Linked DNA regions of Mus musculus: region 1 is linked to region 2. The links are chromatin contacts, called in public HiChIP or PLAC-seq maps. All regions are on one chromosome and are shown on one strand. The core of a region is the stretch at or near the end of the contact, and the rest is flanking DNA. Distances in the headings are between cores, read along the strand shown.

Region 1 (2,870 bases), core at 302-2,801, 66 kb before region 2:
ATCCTGTGTTTCACTACCTAAAAGGCTCATGAGGAAGCCAGAACAAGTGCTTGATTTAATTCCCTTATTCCTCGGTTTCTGGAATAATGACTCGTCGAATTAGAACCTCCAGATAGAGCCACAGTAAAGTTCTTGTTATTTGTGCTGTACTTGCAACTGTGCAAGAATCATAGAATCGAACAGATATTATCAGAAAGATAACGACCGGAAGCTGTGAGCCACTGGTCCTTTCTACCTTTAAATATGGCCATCAAAAGCTGGGAAGATGGCTCTGTGGGCAGACTGCATGCTGTGCAGGCACAGGAACCTGAGTCTGAGCCCCTGCATCTATGCAAAAGTGGGGTGTGGTGGTGGACATCTGTAATCCCAGCAGTGGGTAGGTGGCGCTGTGGCAGGCCAGTCAGCCTAGCCATCTGATGATCTACATGTTCGGTAAGAGGTCCTGCCTCAGAAAATAAGGTAGAGGATGATTAAGGGAGACAGCTGACATTCACCTCAGCCTCTTCATGCATGCACAGACATGTATGTGCACTCACACCCTCAGGAACACATTCACAGAACATGCACACACCCATGGCCCTTCACTTGGACCTGCACACAGACACCACACAAGATAATCAAATGTTGGAGAGGAGGGGAGGGGAGGGGAGGGGAGGGGAGGGGAGGTCAGGGGAGGGGAGGGGAGGTCAGGGGAGGGGAGGGGAGGGGAGGGGAGGAGAGGAGAGGAGAGGAGAGGAGAGGAGAGGAGAGGAGAGGAGAGGAGAGGAGAGGAGAGGAGAGGAGAGGAGAGGAGAGGAGAGAGAACTGGGAATAGTATAAGGAAACCTGTTTTGGAAGGAAGGGAGAAGTGGCCCTCACAGAGAGTGGCATTTCCAGGAAGGGTGAGCAGTCCCTGACACCATTGAGAATGGGGGTTTGGGGGTGGGATGCCAACAGAAAGGTGACATGCACAGTTCAGTGGATCATGAAAGAGGAAGAAGAGAGCAACCAAGAGCTTGTGCTTTGGCAGCACAGATTCCACCGTAGGCTGACCCTGACCTTGTGATACCCTAGATTCCGAGTCTACTGAGATGCTAACATGAACGGGAGTCTTCTTTCTAGACGTTTTTCTTCTACTTCTATGGAACATAAGACACTTTTGAAGATGCAATTTCAAAACACATTCATCCATTGACACCCCCTGTACCATGTTCCTGGGTACACTGGGATAAACATGGGTTTCCTTATCCACTAAGGAATATGATGCATGGTTATGTCGTTATCAGAGGAGTGCTGCTCGCTCAGAAGGAATGAGGGCAGTGATTACATCTGCCAAACTACCCTGTGACTCAGAGGCTGACCCGCAGCAGGGTTCAAAACAAAACAAAACAAAACAAAGCAAAGCACAAAGCACCCCAAATGTGACCGTGTCGTTAAATATGTCTGTGGTCTTCTGAAAAGCCAATGCTAAAAAAGTCTGTGTTCAGAAAGGCAGCTGTGATCGTCCATCTTTGTGGTGCTGGGGGTGGAACTGAGGAGCAGGGCAGGGCTCTACTGCCGGGCCACACCCTCAGCCCAGTGCTGGTGTGTTTAATAGAAGCCACCAGGCTGTTGATGCGTCAGCAGTCCATCAGGAATCTCCATAGTGTGCAACAACTTACAAACCTTTGTAATTATACAGTCTTTCCCTTTTTTATGTGCTTTTATATTTGGGGAGATTAAAAACGCCCAGGAAACTTTAACTGGCCTTTTAAAGTCCCAACGCTTTTACTTTTTGTTTAGTATTTTATTGTTCTTGCTGTGAAGACAAGGTCTCACTATGTAGCCCAGGCTGGTCTACAACGTATGGCAATCCTCCTGACTCTGCTTCCTGATTGCTGGAATTACAGACAGCCATCTCAATGACTGACTTCACTTCTTAACATAAATTCATTTAGAAGTTTTAGCTACATTCAGATTACTAAATAAGCCCTGTGGTGGCCCAAAGGATATTCCATTTGATTTCAGCCTGAGCTATATAGTAAGGCCCTGACTCAGAACAACAACAAAAAAGAGATATTAAGAATAGATTTGGAGGGTTGGAGAGAGAGTTCAGCGGCTAAGAGCACTTGCTGTTCTTGCACAAGACACAGATTCCATTCCCAGCACTGACATCTGGAGCTCACAACCACCTGTAACTCTAGTTCCAAGGGATCCAATGCGCTCTTCCGGCACCTATAGGCTTGATTCACATACATGGTACACATACACACATTGCAGACAAAACACTCATGCATATTAAATAATAAATAAAATTTTAGAAAGGAAACTAAATACATTTAGTGTCTTCCTCCGATGGGAGGACGAGCAACTCTAGTTCCAAAGACTGCATGGGTCTCTTCTTCATCCCTCGGAGAGCAGGCCCTACAGGGGAGCGATCTTCCCAGGACCAGAGGGTAATCAGTAGAAGCTGTGTCTAGGGACTCCATGCAGAGCTTTCATGCACAAGCAGAGCTGTCTCTGGGCAGGTGTGGCAGGTCTCGTGTATATAACGTGGAGGCAGGCTATGGAAGAGAATACTGGGCTTCAGATATGTTTGAAGGTATATTTTTTCAAGGGATACAATCTTGGGAAATAGGAAAGGAAGAGACCATGGAAAGGGCTAGGCACAGGATCGGGATCTCAGGTTGGGTGAAATGAGGGGAGCGTGGCTCTAGTGACATTTACAGCTTGAAAACTACTTAAAGCATAAGAAGGAAACTAGAATTTTATTTGATGCTCTTTTAGCTTAACTCATAACTTTAGAATACTTAAGTATATGATGTGGAACTTTCCATTTAGAATCTTGTTTTCTCTTTTTTAAAATTAATGTTTGGGCAAATTTGGCCAGTTAAATACTTTTAGTACATATT
Region 2 (3,334 bases), core at 280-2,779:
GTATGAGGCCAGGGCAGGCACAGAGCTGGGCAGGGAATGCTGAGGACCAGCACAGAGGTAGTGCCAGGAGGCAGGGCTGAGTGGTGAAGGAGAGCTGGGGTGAGGGGTCAATGCCCATTGTCTTAGTTAGGGTGTTATGCTGTGAACAGACACCATGACCAAGGCAACTCTTATAAAGACATTTCATTGGGGCTGGCTTACAGGTTCAGACATACAGTCCAGTATCATCAAGGCAGGAGCATGGCAGCATCCAAGCAAGGCAGACAGGCATGGTGCAGACAGAGCTGAGAGCTCTACATCTTCATCTGGAGGCTGCTAGCAGAATACTGGCTTCCAGGCAGCTAGGGTGAGGGTCTTAAAGCAGACTTCCACAGTGACACACCTACTCCAACAGGGCCACACCTTCTGATAGTGCCACTCTCTGTGCCAAGCGTATACAAACCACCACACTCATCCTCCTTACCTGGAGCCTGTGCTTCCAGTTCCTTGCCCCACCCCTACCCCCGTCCCTGGTCCCTGGCTGCTCTGTTGGGATGAAGGTTTAGGTGGGATGAGTCTACCACACTAGGCTCTGATGTGGGCCACTTGATGCTAGGTGCTCACTGAACACCAGGGTGAAGCTTCTGCTATGAACTTGCTTGTGAAAGTCCACACTGCAGTATCTTCAGAGGCAGCCCGAGGAGACAGATTAGAAAGTTAGACACGCCTGATTTGGTTATCTGCAGATCAATGCAGGTGACTTGAGGCCCTTTTTTTTTTTTTTTTTAAATTAAATCCACTTTCAAAGTTCCCAGTTTTATTAGTTTTGGTAATGTATGACAGAGTTATTTCAAGCTTAAAAATCAATGTGATGGATGGTTTTAAAACTGAGGCTTATTGAGCACCTCCCCCCAAAGATTATTTTTTTCTTAAAGATTTTTTATGTATTTTATGTATGCAAGTGCTCTGTTTTCATGCACACCAAAAGAGGGCATTGGATCCCATTACAGATGGTTATGAGCCACCAATGTAGTTAATAGAATTGAACTCAGGACCTCTGGAAGAGCAACCAGTGCTCTTAACCACTGAGCCATTTCTCCAGCCCTCAAAGACTATATTTTAGGCAGGCACTCCCTTGGTTGTATAAGGGCTAGCTTGCTGGTTGAGCTAGCCTATTTATGGTTTCAGTTTATTTGGGCCATTTGAGGATTTTGGCTGCAGCTTTTAAGCTCACAAAAACACATCGAGGGAAATCTCTCAGTTTATCAACCACTGACTTCTGCCTGTTCAGTATTTTTAGGCAACACTCTCCTCTCTAATTCTAGTTTTGTTTTGTTTTTTACTTAAAAACAACAACAACAACCCCACTCTTTTAATACAAAAGTGTAATGATGCCATCTTTTGAGAGGTTTTCACTGTTATCTAATAGTTCTTATTATTTCCTGCTGTGTGAACTTTAACACTTTTGTAGGCTATGGGTTGCTAAGTCAGATGCCTCCCAGGGCCAGGCAGGAAATACAAAGGGCGAGGCTGCTGGGAGTGGAATCAGAGGGAGCAGTGGAATGTGGGCCAAGACCATGGCCTGGGAAGGACCGCCCATGCTGGATTGCCTGGGCAGAAGGTAGAACTCACTTCCTGTGAGATGTTATCAAACCTAAGGGTTATTTAGCGAGAGAAATAAGAGGAAGAAGTCTTAGTAGGTTGGGGCAGGATGATCCCAAGTTTGAGGCTAGCCTGGTCTTCCTGGTGTGTGAGACCCTGTCTCAAAAGAACAAGAAGCACATAGCACTGACTCTTGGGATACAAATTAAAATTGTATAAGAAAATTTCCTAGTTAAAAAACAATACAGAGCAAAATAAACCAAGGGGCCTGGTTGTAGCTCTGGGGTGGAGTGCTTGGCCAGCATTGCAAGGCCCTGGGTCTGACTTCTCTGCACTCAAACAAACAAACAAACAAACAAACAAACAAAACAAAGACAAAGACAAAGACAAAAACAAAAACAAAAACAAAAACAAAAACAAAAACAAAAACAACAGAACAGAACAGAAGCACACAGTAGCTGTGCATGTCCAGTACGTCTCTGCTGTAGATGGTCTTGTGTCCTCATTTCAGTTTGATAATTTTGGCATCATCTTATATAAATTAAAACAAACCATAAAGTAACCAATCACACTGTGTGCTTCACCTACTGTAACTACTGTGATAATACTGAACACTCTCAGTGGAAACTGAGTTTTTTACTATGCTGTTTTTTGTTTTGTTTTGTTTTAGGGTGGCCGTAAAGTTGAATTCCCTACAGATCCAAAGGTAAGAAGGAGAGGGGAGAGAGAGAGAGAGAGAGAGAGAGAGAGAGAGAGAGAGAGAGAGAGAGAGAGAGAGAGAATATAAGTGGGTGTGCATCCAGAAGTGAGGGGGTAGGGAAGAGAGAAATTATTCTGCGATCTTTAAGTATATGATGCTAATGTGACTTCACCACTAAGTCTTCCTCCCACTAAACTTCAGGAAAAGGCTAATGGCACCGGTTATCTTAGCATGGCCTCCAAGGTTCACTGTTCTATTAACTTTACCATTCCTGGTTGGATTTGCTAATTGATGAGCCCATTGCTGGCAACAGAAGAGAGCTTTTAAGCTTTTCAGCTTGTTTGGGGGAGATTGAGCTCAGCCTTTGCCTGCTGAGCTGTGAGTCCAGCTCCATCCCCCAGCTCTTCCTGCAGAGCCATGAGTCCAGCTCCATCCCCCAGCTCTCCCTGCTGAGCCATGAGTCCAGCTCCATCCCCCAGCTCTCCCTGCTGAACCATAAGTCCAGCTCCATCCCCCAGCTCTCCCTGCTGAACCATAAGTCCAGCTCCATCCCCCAGCTCTTCCTGCAGAGCCATGAGTCCAGCTCTATCCCCCAACTCTTTCTGCAGAGCCATGAGTCCAGCTCTATCCCCCAGCTCTCCCTGCTGAACCATAAGTCCAGCTCCATCCCCCAGCTCTTCCTGCAGAGCCATGAGTCCAGCTCTATCCCCCAGCTCTCCCTGCTGAACCATAAGTCCAGCTCCATCCCCCAGCTCTTCCTGCAGAGCCATGAGTCCAGCTCTATCCCCCAGCTCTCCCTGCTGACCCATAAGTCCAGCTCCATCCCCCAGCTCTTCCTGCAAAGCCATGAGTCCAGCTCCATCCCCCAGCTCTCCCTGCACAGCCATGTATCCAGCTTTATCCCCCAGCTCTCCCTACTGAGCCATGAGTCCAGCTCCATCCTGCAGCTAGCTCTCCCTGCTCCAGATGCACCTGTTGCCCCTGTTTCCTACACCTGTCCTATGCACCATGATTTTTTATCATTTTCAAATCAACTTTAGAATACTCTGGCTC

What was found. HiChIP or PLAC-seq counts read pairs in DNA pulled down with a chosen protein or histone mark.
Region 1: an HNF4G HiChIP or PLAC-seq map of pancreatic cancer cells shows a contact between it and region 2. The contact joins two enhancer-like sites. A contact is called at or near these places in 2 of 484 Hi-C or Micro-C datasets (bone marrow-derived macrophages and nephron progenitors), 3 of 115 datasets of contacts at active chromatin or transcription factors (embryonic stem cells, pancreatic cancer cells and regulatory T cells) and 3 of 9 other capture datasets (adipose tissue, liver and pancreatic islet).

Annotation. Positions count from the first base shown.
Region 1 is chr10:44,042,437-44,045,306 of GRCm38.p6, reverse strand. All of the region lies in intron 2 of Crybg1 (crystallin beta-gamma domain containing 1), which reads left to right. Among named protein-coding and RNA genes, the nearest start is that of Gm40636, 76 kb to the right of the region's middle. Within about 2 kb of position 1,551, at least 41 of the 459 cell types and tissues checked have an H3K27ac peak or open chromatin away from gene starts, as enhancers often do. A contact at or near this core is called in pancreatic cancer cells, where this site is marked.
Region 2 is chr10:43,975,751-43,979,084 of GRCm38.p6, reverse strand. It overlaps Crybg1 (crystallin beta-gamma domain containing 1), which reads left to right. Exons shown (of 22, transcript NM_001368305.1): 10 at 2,252-2,287. All of the region lies in intron 3 of Gm40636 (a long non-coding RNA gene), which reads right to left. Among named protein-coding and RNA genes, the nearest start is that of Gm40636, 9.1 kb to the right of the region's middle. Within about 2 kb of position 1,529, at least 53 of the 459 cell types and tissues checked have an H3K27ac peak or open chromatin away from gene starts, as enhancers often do. A contact at or near this core is called in pancreatic cancer cells, where this site is marked.